Regions from separate parts of the Bombyx mori genome. Here region 1 is linked to region 2. Evidence: chromatin contacts called from public Hi-C data. All regions are on one chromosome and are shown on one strand. The core of a region is the stretch at or near the end of the contact, and the rest is flanking DNA. Distances in the headings are between cores, read along the strand shown. Region 1 holds the start of LOC101735999 (prominin-like protein). Region 2 overlaps LOC101735999 (prominin-like protein).

Region 1 (7,508 bases), core at 3,367-5,866, 45 kb after region 2:
TGAGTGGGTAGAAGAATACAATACTATATGGAGGCAGAAATAGATGGATTAGAGGTAGCGACCCGTGCGGGCTCCCGAGACGTCCTACCACCAGTACTTGCGCATTTTATAATACAGTCAAAATCTGTTATAACGACATCGAAGGGACTGCTCATATTCAGTCGTAAAAACCGATAGTCGTAACAACCGGTGATGTTTAATGTGTATCGTGCAAGTACAAACAAATCGATAGGGAATTATTGGAAAAATATATTTACATAATACGCGATTTTTCTTCAATATTAATTTGATTTCTTTTTCTTTGTGACATTTTGAAAGTTTCACGAATAACTCCACAAAGTTTTGGTGCGTTTTGTGTATAGATTAGTTAGTAATAAACTAACTGAAGAGATACGAAGAAGCGGTCTTTGACTCTACTGAATGCACGTGTTTTGTTTCTAAGAATTAGAAAAGACCCTACACTAAACTAAATCCTGTTGTTTTCTTTCCTGATTTTAATAGCCATTGAAGACAAATGTGGATACCTATTCAAATTGTTAACAATACAGCTTAGCCGGTCGTTCTATCAGATCTAATTCTCCGAAATATTAGTTAAATGCGGTCGTTTTATGAGGTATGTCGTTGTAAGCAATGTCGTATAAAGCAATGTTTTTAATAAGGCGGTCATATAGCATTCAGCCGGGACCTTTGTTCTAGGTTGTTATAATCGGCATGTTGTTCTAAACGATGTCGCAGTAAACGGTTTTGACTGTATTTACTGGTTTGATTTGTTATTACACAATTCCTTCATTGTGGAATTCATTCGTGAACATGTGTTAAGTACGTATTATAATTCACTGGAAAGATTTGTAAGTACCTGTCTGCGGGATTCAAACAACGGCACAAACGCATCGTTCCATACGAATGCAGCTGGCATATTTTCCTTTAGGCCATGACAACTTTATAGTTTAATCTTTCTTATCCCCGTAACCCCGCGTTATCGACCAAGAGGAATAATAGAAGTTTATAGTTGCCGTCTGACAAGTGGCCTCCGCGCTAGAACGCACTCGTGCGTATTTATGCCACAGTAAATCCACGAACTACTAGAGAATTTGGAACATCGTACATCTTCTTCGAACGCTCACATTTGAAGAAGATAGAAGTAAAAAGACATGATACGCTATAGCTTGTAGGTTTAAGTTGCCTGCCTGTTTGAACCTCACGCCTATTATCTTTTATTTCATGTATATAAAAGCTTTAAGCTGATTACACAAAACAAGAAAACCTTTAAATCATATGTGATGTATTTCGACCTTGTAACGGATCCGGAAAGAACATGAATACACCCAAGAATTTACTATATCTTTGTGTGGGTATTGTAAATAATAAGTGCGGATGTATTGCTACGTTATACCTCCATCTTAACTTCATCGACATTTTTAAGATATGCATCAAAGCTCTGCTCTGTTTTGTAAAATAATAAAAATAACATCATTACTTAATTTTAAACTTGTGATGTTTATCTTCTAGACCTAAACGCCATGATACCCAGCGCCATTAACTAGGATCCAAGGTCATCGGCCTTGCGTCTGTACGTTCCCTGGCTCGCACACAGAGACAGAACGTCATTTAACAACCACATGCATAAACAAACTAATCAAAGGGGAGAAACGGGTTGCTGATTCGCTACTCAAACTTGAAAATCTTGTTCCTTTAATAAGTAATTTCGTAAAATTTAGAAATACAATTTGTTTTTTTAAATTTCAGTCAGCTCTTATCATAAGAAAAAAGCATTAGATACTACATTTTTAACAGACAAAACGAAACAATAGACTCGAAACTTTTCAATCAGATCTTTAATGAATTTTTTTTTGCTTTTTCAAGTTGTCTAAAAAATAGTCAATTATTGTTGCAAAATGGCACACGAAGACGACATTTTGTAACTTAAATCACCAAATTATTGTATATCTATTAGCAAACAGATAAATCAGATAATAGTTATAGCCATAACAAAAGGTCCAGCTATCAAAGACAATTCTTCATATTGAAATCCCATTTCATTATTCCTGAACCAATCGATTACTCGAAACCACTATATTTTTTTAAGATAAATAGTTTCTAAAGCATTGGGATTTCGTTTATTATGTGGCAGATTGTTCTATTGATCCACCCAAATAAAACTTGTAACACAGTAAAAAATGTTATGTTGGTTATTATTCGAAAAATGTTTCTAAATTAACAAATATGTTTACACTTTTATCACTTACTATCAGTTACAACTTTTCAAAAGAGAAATTTAAACTTGTTGTGTTATTCTCTGTGTCAGAACTCGGAAGTTATAAGTTAGTTAGAAGCTATTATTTACACTACATAACTATTTTGATTTTTTTTAAAAACTTTTATGATTTGATAATATTTTTATCTATCTATATATCTCTCATTTATACTTACTAGTAGATGAATTGTTGGTCTAAGCTGAATAAATAATAATCAGTAAATTTATTATTCATTCAAAATGAGCAGAACTTAACTAAACGACCAATATCATTGTAGTTATTGTAATTAGGGCTCACGTCTAAATGAGGTCTGGTTGTGGAAAGTGTAGTGGGTATTTTTATTTGGCTTTTATTTACACAAAAATACAAACCGGATATGTATCCATCCATGAATCCGTATTTTTACGAAGCTCAAAAAATAAACTTACAAGAAGATAATCCATTAGGGTCAGGTACATCTAAAAGCTATATTAATTGAATTGTTGATTGTTTTTAAACATCATCAATGTACAAACACTTCTGTTTTATGGATAATTTTATAACAGATACATAGATGTCAAAATTAGATAAAATACAAGGACTCACAAAATGCAACTACGGTAGTGGTAGGTGACTATTTAAAAATAACCTGAAATAAAATAGCCTGTAAAGCCCTAGCCAAATCAAAAACATATTGTTTTAAATGATTTCAGTGATTTCTATAAATCAGCTTAAGCAGAAATGCTGAAGTAAAAAAAGATTTCTATTGTTGTTTTAAAAGCAAATATGTAATTCAAAAATGTATTATAGTTTTTTGTATAATAATTACAACACCACAGAGCATTAAACAAATTACTTCATTAAAATTAACATTAAACTGATCTAATTAATGCAAAGTTTTGTGTTGAAATTGCACTCGTTCAATTACAAAGTTTTTTTTATTGCTTAGATGAGTGGACAAGCTCACAGACCACCTGGTGTTAAGTGGTTACTGGAGCCCATAGACATCTACAACCGTAAATGCGCCACCCACCTTGTGATATAAATTCTAAGGTCTCAGTATAGTTAGGTCTCAAGTATAGTTACAATGGTTGCTCCACCCTTCAAACCGAAACGCATTACTGCTTCACGGTAGAAATAGGCGGGGTGGTGGTACCTACCCGTGCGGACTCACAAGAGGTCCTACCACCAGTAAATAAATCTAAGTAAAATTGATAAATATAAGTAAAAATCCTCATCTCTCAACCCATTAATAATGTGAACATATTGCTGGCTGGTTGACCTATTGAAATATTTAAAATATTTAAAATTTATGCTTGATAATGACCAAAGAAGTGAAGTGTTTGAGAAAGAGAGACTAGATATCATACACTAAACACGCATTATTAATTGTAGTTAGTTAAATAAAATATTGATAAATATTTCATGAACGTTATAATTATTCATCTAGTATAGTGTGAGGACACATGTGTATCCAACACAATTCTGCCTATTTCTACTAGAAATTAGTCATGCATTCTGGTCTAAAAAATGGGATAGCCACTGAATAATTGAGACTTGGACCTCATCAGTCAAGTTGGGTAACAGAGTTCACTACCTATTGTCTATGGGATTGTCTATGGGATTCCCATTTAAAACCAGCTGGTCTCCGAGCTCTTGTGCTCATCTGTAGCAATAAAAAAATCCGGAAAGTGAATACTGTAACTGACTTGTAGTCAATTCTTTTGGAAGGATACATTCTTTAAATCAACCTTACCTTCAGGATAAGCTTGTTTATTGGCGATAGCGTCGATGATCATATGTGTGGAGTTGTATAGCGGGCCCATGGCTCGCATGTCGAATTGCAGACTGGCCACATAAGTTGTGTTAATTATGGGTGTCGAGTAATTAGGAGTCGCCAGGTCCATAACGTCCGACATATCAAGGATCAGTTGCTGGCTGATTTTATTCATGTCGTGTCCGATTTCGGCTCGCGAACACCGCCACAAACACACCCAGAATACCAACACCAAAAACCGACACATTTTGCCGGCTCTTCCCGTTACACTATTTACATTACTGGCTTCCAGAAGATCGATGCACCATGCACTATTTATATCTGGTTCTGGGGTAAACTGTTTGTTTGATAAACAAACTCCGAGATACCCTAAACACAAACACAATCGAAGTCGATAACGAAACAAAATTCGATATTTTCCAACGCGATAATATTAGGCACCGAGCACCCAGAGGAATTTGTACACTGAATAATGATATTCTGTTCAAGTTTTAAGTCAAGATTAACATGTTTGTGTAAATTTAATCGTTACACGACAAACCAGACCGAGGACACCCTACAGAACTAGTCGGTCGATGAATAGCACGAACACGAATGATTCAATGAATGAACGTCCTAAACATTTTTTTTTTAGATGTTATAGCCTGGTAACTAGACTTTTAAGCCATTCTTTTTTCAAGAGATCAAGCAAATTCAGATGTAGTTGATTAGTTTGTGACTTTGATCAATTTATATGAAATCAAATAAAACGAATGAAATTGGATGAAATTAAGGTCAGTAAAATTACCACCATTGACTGAGACATTTTGAAAGAACCCAAGAAGTTAAGTCCAGTGGTTTTAAGCTAAAAAGTTCCGACAGGATAGTAAGCCAATAGTGTGTAATAGAGATGGGAGATACTGAGATCCAACAGATAATATGAATAGAAAAAAAATGTTTTTAATATCTACACGTGAGTGTTCTTTTATCTCCCTTAAATGGGTTTAATCAGATAATTTACCGAAAAGATATGATTTTTAATAATAATAATTTACTAATTAAAATGACAGTTCTCAGTAGTGGTAACTTTGAATTCAAATCTAACCATAGAGATAGTATTTTATCGAGTTGTAGGTACTTATTAACTCCATGAATCTAACCTTTATAACTCAAGTTATAATTAAAATTCTGTTTGTAGGTCACAAATTCTCTATGTACAAAAATTGTGCTCTTTATGTTGATTTATGCTTTATTTTAAATAGAACAAATTAACGGCTCTGTATATTTTATTCAGCAAAGGTAAATAATAAAATGTTTAGTGTCATTATTATTATTTGTATTTAAAACATTTACATTGTATATTTATAAATTTATTTATTTAAGTGTAGTATTTATTTAAGTGTGTGTCTGTCTTTTGTTAAAACCTGTTTATTAAATTTTTCTGCGTTTAAACTCAGCTCGCTTCAAAATATCATCATACTTAATAGCAACAAATCATACTTTGAAAACCTCAAATTATCCATTAGTATCCATCTTTATTTACCCATCCCTAAATTTAATGACGTCCCCATGGAGTTAATAGGTAATCTATGGACCTCCCGAAGATAGGGCTCATTGAATTTAGCCCCCCTTTTTTGATTTACGATTTTTTTTTATTTTCAATTATTTGTTCGTCGTTTGTTCGTTAATGTCCGAATGTAAAAATTGTTTGTTCGTCTTTTATTTATTTATAATTAATTAAACAAATGATCACCCTTAAGTTGGCTCCCTTCACTAGATATCTTTATTTTTATCGTTTAGGTTAATCAATTATGATCAATTATCGTTTGGTCGACGACTATTGGCGATTGTTCGATCATAAAATCAATTAAATTCCCAATTATTAATTATTTTATATCTAATAAGCAAACCATCAACTCACGACTACATTGCGCATGCGCTGGTTTAGTCAGTCAGCTGGCAATGGCCGTATTTACTAGCGTTTTGTTAACAAGTGCGTTTATACTGTCTAATTATTTCTTATGTAGATCAAAAAAATATTGAAAACTTTAACAAACTTCAACAATACTTCAACAAAAAAATGTCAGTAAAGACGGCCAATTAGTCGTTACGGTACGATTAGCGCGGTTTAATAAATTCAGTTATCTTTAATGATATTAAATATTAACAAGCATATAGAAATTTCAGTGATTTCTAATTATTCTAAGAATATTTTAGGAGTACAACTTTCGTGTTAAAATGATACTATTTATTACACGAATTGAAGTATGCCTTATTTGCCTGATCTAGCGCCATCAGACTTCCACTTATTCCCTAAGCTCAAAACTTTTTTGGGCAGACAGAAATTTGCCACAAATGGTGAAGTCATAGCCGCTGTAGTAGAGTATTTAGCAGGCCTCGAAAGAAATCATTTTATGGAAGGTATTACTGCTTTAGGACGAAGATGGAATAAATGCGTAGAGGTTCACGGAGACTATGTCAAAAAATAAAATTAATTTTATCACGGAAAGTTAAGTGTTTTATTGTTAGGCTAGTTACTTATCATCCCGCCCTTGTACATAAGAATTAGACAGTATAAACGCACTTGTTAACAAAATGCTAGTAAATACGGCCATTGCCAGCTGACTGACAAAACCGGCGCATGCGCAATGTAGGCGTGAGGTGATGGTTTGCTTAATAATTATAAAAAATATATATTAGGAATTTCATTGTTTTTATGATCGAACAATCACCAATAATCGTCGAACAATCGAAAATTGATCAAAATTAATTAATCTGAGTGATAAAAAGAAAGATATCTAGTAAGGAAGTCCAACTTAAGGGTGATCATTTGTTTAATTAATTATAAATAAATAAAAAACGAACAAACAATTTTTACATTCGGACATTAACGAACAAATGACGAACAAATAATTGAAAATAAAAAAAATCGTAAATCAAAAAAGGGGGGCTAAATTCAATGAGCCCTATCTTCGGGAGGTCCATAGATTACCTATTAACTCCATAGGGACGTCATTAAATTTAGGGATGGGTAAATAAAGATGGATACTAATGGATAATTTGAGGTTTTCAAAGTATGATTTGTTGCTATTAAGTATGATGATGTTTTGAAGCGAGCTGAGTTTAAACGCAGAAAAATTTAATAAACAGGTTTTAACAAAAGACAGACACACACTTAAATAAATACTACACTTAAATAAATAAATTTATAAATATACAATGTAAATGTTTTAAATACAAATAATAATAATGACAATAAACATTTTATTATTTACCTTTGCTGAATAAAATAATCGCCCCATTTTACGGCACATAGATTGTACGGTAGGACCTCAAATATATTAAGTGTTTAGTCTATGAGTAGGACTACATTGTAGAGTAGGACTTCCCGCTCGATCCTCCCGCGCTCGCTAATATCGAAGCATCAGTGTGCCGAATCTCACTGACGGGACACGCGCCGATCGTTATCGCGTCCGTTTATCTTCCACCGGATAAGATCGTTCTAAGCAGTGATATCG
Region 2 (7,421 bases), core at 2,998-5,497:
CGCGGCCGCGCCCGGCCCGCGCCGGATGCTACTTACAAACTAGGAAATTAGGTAAACTGAAAAATAACTGAAACCGAACTGGGCTAAGAGTTGATCAACTAATATTGAAATATCACCAGAATCAATTATTTTTCTTTATTTGATAATTCAGAAGGTATTTCTTGATAACATTTATTCACTTGTTATTTTTTTCTAATTGCCAACATTTAAAGAGACCCCCAAGAAGTCCCAACATATCAAGAACTACCTTGCGTACTGCGATGTGCGGCCGTTGTTAATTAAAAAGAAGAGATCCGTGGACGTATTGTCTTTTAGCTCTCTTTATTTTGTGAATTCAGGAAATGCTACCCCGTGGCAGAATTCTTTTCGACATTCAATAAGCATGTAAAGTGTCATTGTGACATCAGTAGAAATGTCACGTCGAGTCGAGTCAGGACTTCAGTTTACGAGTGTTCGACTGCGGCTTCACGTCTCGCGTTACGACGGTCCTATTGTAAGTTACAGAGCTTCTCATTTAACGTTCAATTAATTGTTTTTTTTTTGGGGTTTTGTATTGGTAGTATTTATATTGAAATATGTGACTGAACGTTAAGCAAATTATTTAGAAGACAATACAAGTTCACGTTCTCATTAGTTAGTCGATAAGCTGAAAATGATTGCTTTAGATTAAAAAATAGATTGTACAAGAACAGTTGTGCGCTGGCGGACCGCGCCAAGAGAGTTGCAATGTTCTTTACAGCTTATCGACAGCGTAAGGGGCCGCGGTAGAGCGGAGAATAGGAGCAGAAGTGGTGGACTCACGCCTCGACTAGCGGTCCGGGGTAGGGGTCGGCCTGCAGGTACAGCCCGGCCAGCCGCTGCGCCACCACCAGCACCGGCACCAGCACCAGCAGGCCCCACGCCAGCGACATCCAGTAGCCGTTCTGCGGGGCACAGGCGCGGTGAGGCGGGGGGTCGGGGGCGGGGTGCGGGCGGGGCGGGGCGGGGGCGGCACTCACCGCGGGCAGCAGCAGCTTGGTGCAGAGCGCGTCGCGCGTGGCGTTGAATCCGGCGGAGAGCGGACCGCAGCGGCCCACGTGGCGCGCGGCGGCGGCGGACAGGCGCTCGCCGTACGCGCCCACCTCGCGCTCCACCACCGCCGCGAACGCCGCCGTGATCTGCCCCCAACGTGCTCTACTTATTCACGGTTTCACAGCCCGGAACTTATCCAACCAAAAATACCGTTGGGTCGTTCCTTCAGTGAATCGCATTAGAACGATGACATAGGCAGCAACTACGTTCAACTAATTTCGAACAATGAATACGACAAAAAATGCTACCATAATGCCTAGGTCCTACCACTGCGGGACATAAACTTCACTCACGTTCTCCAGCAGCTGCGGCCCCTGGTTGTTGAGGAAGTCCTCGGCCTCGTTGGTCTCGTGGAGGTGGTACAAGATGGCCGCCTTCAGCGACGACTGGTTGAACCGCAGCTCGTCGCGGAGTTTTGTCGCCGTCCGCTGAGATAATTCATTTATGAGGCTAAGTTTATGACCCGACAGGAATTAAGTATGGCAGCATGTGTCGTTTATTATCGTGAGGTCCCCGCTGAAGGTCGAGGGCCGTCGGCACGCTTTGACCATACAATTATACAAAACTATTTACTAATAAAAAATAGGACTATAATATTTCTGTTACATGCGGTTTTATAAAAGAATTTAAGATATGACACCATTTTTGTTTATGAGGTATGAAGTACATAATCATTTTGGGAGTCTGGAGGTGAAGAGTTTAAAGAAATAAAATGAGTTATTTTCTATATAAGAATTAGAGAGGTAGAGGGTGTGTGCGGGATGAGGGTGTTCGTACGTTGAGCTGGAGCGTGTAGTTGCGCATGGGCAGCAGCAGGTCGGCGTGCAGCTGCGCCAGCGCGGCGGCGGCGCGGCGCAGGTCCGCCCCCTCCCGCGACCCCGCCAGCCCCCGCGCGCCCGCCGCGCTCGTCAGCCGCTCGCCCAGCTCCTCCAGCGACAGCGTCGTCAGGTTGCTCTCCAGCTGGGGACCACGGCCGACCCTTCATTCTTAAAGGGCACAATACTGTTCAACTTCATGGAAATAATATACAGCATTCACATTCACAATAATTATAAAACGAATAAAATAAATAAGTAACGAAAAACGTGTAAATAAAAATAAAATATATACATTTATTTAATCAAATTACGAGTCAGCTCTGACGCGCGACCGGAGTATAGTGTGTGAGCGCGCGGGTACTCACGGCATCCAGGATCTTGTCGAAGTCGAAGTCCGAGAGCTGCGTGTTGGCCAGCTCGGTCAGCTTGAGCTTGGCGGGGTCCCGCAGCAGCGTGACGCGGCCGCGCGCCGCCTCCTGCGGGTAGCGGGCGCGCAGGGACCGCACGCGCGCCCCCACGGCGGCCCCCAGCGCGCGCCGCAGCTCCTCCACGTCGTACACGCGCCGCAGCTGCAGCGTCTGCGGAGGTCGAGGCTCTAGCAACAGTATCTACACGAGCGGGGCGTGGCGGGGCGGGGCGGGGCGGGTCGGGACGGGCGCACCTCGTATATGGTGTGGTTCATGTGGCACTGCAGCAGCACGGACGTCATGTTGAAGTTGGGGTCTAGCCGCTCGTTGAACAGCATCTTCTCCAGGTCGACGAACTTCTCCAGGTCCTCGAACAGACGGTTACCGCGGGGCTCTCTGCCGATCGAGACATTAAACATCAACATATTATTGTTAGAGATTAACAGCGCTACAGCCAGCCCCGAGACCGATGAATTCGAGAATTGGAGCGTACTGACGGATTACTAGTCGCCCCTCTTAGCTGGAACTGCTGTGCTCATTCGCAATGCATCCTCGGAGATCACTATTTCCACGCATCTGTTTCTGGAAAGCATGGTCTTCAGATCAGGTTTAAAAATTCTTAATAGAAGCAGCGGCCGATGTCTAGTAGCGGCGGTACTACCGTTATTGAGGGGGCGTCCGCTCATCTGTCTTGAAATATGTAGTTTACATGTAGAGGTGAGCAGTGAGCACAGCACAGCACAGCACACTCACGTGAGCGGGTCGCACACGAAGCGCTGCGCGGCGAGCCCCGCGGCGAAGTGCACCAGCAGCACCAGCGCCACCGCGCCGCCCGCCGCCAGCGTCGCGCCCACGCCGCTGCAACCGACCCACAGTTACTGCACCAGTTGCACGTGTGTAGGATATAGCACATGAAGCGATACGAGATAACAGTAAAATGATGCAAATGTACAGACTTCAATGGGCAATTTGTGAGGATCTCAGGGGCCACCACGTCTTGCGACCTAGAGAAAACCTTTGGTTTCGCAAAGTGGACAGTTCAGAGAGAGCGCGGTACCAGAGCAGGCAGCGCGCGCCGGCGCCCTTGTTGCAGCAGTCCGCGGCGCCGTACGCGTCGGGGCGCTTGCCGCACACGCCGCACACCAGCCCCCACACCAGCAGCAACGTTATCTGCCGCGACACCAGCCGTCGGTTAGGGTTTGTGTTCTCTTTAACGTACACTTTAAATTTACAAGTATTTTTTATAATTAAAAATATGAACTAACTAGCTTTTGCTTGCGACTCCGTCCGTGTGAAAGAGTCACTTTGGCATAACATTAAAGTTTACCCCCACTTCGTTTACGTAGAAAGTGAAAATATTTTTGAATTATAGAATATTAAGGAGCTATTTAAACCCCTATTTTGAAACATTCTTTATTGGTGCTCCACTTGTATTGGTCTTACCATGATGTTATATATAGCCTATACTATAGCCTTCCTCAATAAATGGGCTATCTAACACTGAAAGAATTTATCAAATCGAACCAGTAGTTCCTGAGATTAGCGCGTTCAAACAAACAAACTCTTCAGCTTTATAATAATAAGTATAAATTTAATAAATACAGAGGATGAGTAGATGCGTGCGGGGACTGACCGCTAGGAGCGCGAGCGCGGCCGCCAGCCCGGCGTGGCGGCGGTAGGGCCCGTAGCGCGCGTGCAGGCTCCGCAGCGCGTCCGCCGCGCCGCCGCCGTCGCTCGCCAGCCGCGCGCTCGCGTTGCCGGCCAGCTGCGTGATCTGCTCCGCGATGCCCTCCAGCTTGCGACCTGCCGCCGACACCACCATCACTGAGGGACACTCGCACGTAGGTACAGGGGGAGGGGGGCGGAGGGCGCGGCGAGACGTACCGGTCTCCTCGATGGCGTTCTGCACGTCGGGTATGTGGGTGTCGATGGAGCGCCGGATCCCGTACTGTATGTCCCTGAACACTTGCTGACCGGCGGCCACCTCCTCCTGGATGTGTCCCTCGAGGAGCACGGAGACGCTGCTGAGTAGCGGAGACACGTCCGGCATCTGCGGCGTCATCAATAACTCAAAGGCGCAATGCAACAGTTACACTACTCGGCGGCCGCCAGTTTCGATTTTAAATACGTTATAAAAAACCGGAGTGAAGTATTTAGAAAATATATTCGGGTAAGTGCGCGAGGGGCGCGTATGTACATCGCAACGCCGGGATGAGTCTCGTGGTTAGTGTTCAAGTCAACAATTACCGAGTAATAACAGTCCCGGTCGAGTGTACCCGTGCGACAGACAATAACGCAGGGAACAGTCGCAGTTGGGGCCGGTGTGCTGCGTTTTTACACACTTTATATTAGCTTCACTTGTATGTATGTATGTTTGTAACTGACTCCTTTAGACGCGATTTTGACTCACTTTGAACGGCCAGATTTCATTCAAACTTTGTAGATTTATCGAGGACCGATGACAACTCCACATTAAAAATAAATTAAAAAAAATATTGAACAAAATTAAAATTCAACAAAAAAATAGAAAATAAATTTTAATAAATTTAAATTGAAAATAGTGTAAAAAATTATATATTGTATTGAATTTTATATAAAGCGTGTTTTTTAGTTCTTTTTAACTATTATTTATTTTTCATTTTTTGGTTGAATTTAAATTTTTTCAATGTTTTTTTTACTTTGTTCTAACCCAACAACAAGCAAACAATTTTCGTAATATTCATGAGCTCATATAATATACGTCTCACTAGATCAATGACTGTGTTCATACTCACCGTGGGATAATACTTGTCCAGCATCTACATCCCGGACAGCGTGCAATCACAACAAAGAATTATAAAGAGTCCTTGACGAGCGCGTACAGACCGAGTAAAAAGCGTTTACAGTTTTTTTTTTTTAACATTTTTTTTTTAATTTGCTGTAACTAACAAAGACTTCTATTAAAGTTTTTCACAAACAAGACGGTTTCAAAAGGGATATATAAGTAAGCATTGGTATCGCCAGCGCGGCCGTGGATAGCACCGTTCACACGTACAGACGTACAACTCACCTGACTGTAGTGTATCTCCGTGTCCAGCTGGCCCAGCTTGTACTTGTTCTGCAGAGCCTTGCAGTTGGGCTGGTCGCAGCGCGCCAGGGTCTGGAGCAGCTGGTTCTTCACCTTGCGGAGACCTGGGCGGGGTGTTAGCGGCTACACGTTAGTATTCGTTGTGTTGTGTGACCGCGCTTCCACTGCGGTTCAATGAAGGCGTTCGAGCTCAACTTTGCACAATAATATGGCTCCTACGATATAACTGTACAAGTTGCTACTTATTTTGTATTTACTTGCATATTGTATTTATTTTTCACATGTGTATATAAGTATATATTTTTATTTAAGTTTATTAAGATATAAAACCATTCAGTTTGCTTATTCCTCTCCTTGAAAGGTTGCCTGGAAGAGATCGCTTTCAGCGATAAGGCCGTCAATTTATGTCACCGTCTATTATTTGTTTTATATGCTTACTCTGTACATGTGGTGTTAAATAAAGAGTTATATCATTATTATTATATTTCAAGATCGTGCTAATCTTAAAGTCGCCGCAACGTTTACCTTAATTCTTATACATTGTATGTTAAGATAATCATAAGATTTTCGTTGAACGTTGTAATGAGCTCCCCTCGACGCTGTTTACCGAGCGCTATGACATGTTCTTTTTTAAAAAGGCTTGTGGAGAGTATTAAGCGGTAGGCAGCGACTTGGCTCTACCCCTGGCATTGCTGAAGTCCTTGGGCGAAGGTAACAACTCACCATCAGGTGGGCCGTATGCTCGTCTGCCTACAAGGGTATCCCCCAATAAGCATTGAGTGTGCGTACCTGCGTTGAGCGCGTCGGCGTGGTGTCGCAGCGCGTCGGTGAGCGCGTGCACGGCGCGCAGGTCGGCGCGCACGTCGTCCAGCCGCGCCACCATGCGGCTGAGCGCGCTCACCGACGCCGCGTGCGAGAACTCGCCCAGCTTCAGCGCCACAGTCATGCCGCTCGCTGCGACACAAACGGACGGTTGTTTATTCCTTAGATGGGTGGACGAGCTCACAGACAAACTGGTGTTAAGTGGTTACTGGAGCCCATAGACATTTATAACGTAAATGCGCCACCCACCTTAAGTTTTAAGGTCTCAAGTAAGTTACAATGGCTGCCCCACCTTTCAAACCAAAACGCATTACTGCTTCACGACAGAAATAGGCAGGGTGATGGTGCCTACCCGTAGGGACTCTGAAGAGGTCCTACCACCAGTAAGCCCGTCAACATACATTCACGTTTACTGTATGAGAACTGCCCCGTCGCATAACGCTTACAATACGTTTTACAATCTATAAGATTCCATTTTCATTGATGCATTGAAATAACAAACATAAACTATGATTAAATATTTGTTTCACTAAAATTAAATACGTGAGCTTTAAAGCACAAAATACGCTCTTAGATATATATAAGACTAGCGGCCCGCTCCGGTTCCGCTCGGGTCATTAACAAAAATTTCAACGATACTGACGTTGTTTTTTTTCATTAAAATAAAAGAACACTTATTGTGGCATAACTATAATATTAGACGTATGCTGTCGCGACACTTTTTGTAAATATTAATGTGCTCTACAAAGTCGTAGTACATTATTTTATTTTATCATCAATAGTTTTCGCAGGGCACCCGATGTAAAGAATATTTTAGGTAATTTTTTACACCTTTGATTACATTATTCAAGTTTTCTCCTATTTTTTTTTTCAAAAAAAATTATATCCTATGTTACTCGGGAATAGTGTAGCTTCGAAACAGTGAAAGAATTTTTCAAATCGGTTCAGTAGTTTCGGAGCCTATTCAATACAAACAAACAAACAAATCTTTCCTCTGTATAATATTAGTATAGATATACGATTTTAAAATGTATGTCAATCGGTGACATACTGCGGAGCACCGCGTTCAGAGCGTCCTTGAGCTCCCTGTAGTTGACGACGAGCAGCCAGCGGGCGTGCGCCTGCGTCGCGTTGAGGAACTCCTGGGCGTCCCGGATGCCGTCCCGCAGCGAGTCCGGAGCGTCCGCCATCCCGTCCTCCACTTGAGAGTCCGTCGCGAACGCGCAGACCACTCCG

What was found. Hi-C and Micro-C count contacts between places; a contact is called where the count stands out from the background.
Region 1: a contact with region 2 is called in a Hi-C map of posterior silk gland, with 1.4 times the contacts expected there. The contact joins the promoter of LOC101735999 here to the enhancer-like site in region 2. A contact is called at or near these places in 5 of 7 Hi-C or Micro-C datasets (midgut, posterior silk gland and whole pupa).

What each region holds. Positions count from the first base shown.
Region 1 is chr17:16,649,544-16,657,051 of ASM3026992v2, forward strand. LOC101735999 (prominin-like protein) reads right to left here and starts at 4,617. Exons shown (of 20, transcript XM_062673483.1): 1 at 3,991-4,617. The coding sequence starts at 4,258.
Region 2 is chr17:16,605,059-16,612,479 of ASM3026992v2, forward strand. It overlaps LOC101735999 (prominin-like protein), which reads right to left. Exons shown (of 20, transcript XM_062673483.1): 4 at 7,237-7,421; 5 at 6,153-6,317; 6 at 5,346-5,467; 7 at 4,181-4,346; 8 at 3,930-4,099; 9 at 3,354-3,466; 10 at 3,050-3,154; 11 at 2,551-2,692; 12 at 2,255-2,467; 13 at 1,849-2,031; 14 at 1,365-1,499; 15 at 999-1,157; 16 at 802-923. Among protein-coding and RNA genes, the nearest start is that of TRNAP-AGG, 7.8 kb to the right of the region's middle. Within about 2 kb of position 4,248, at least 3 of the 8 cell types and tissues checked have open chromatin away from gene starts, as enhancers often do.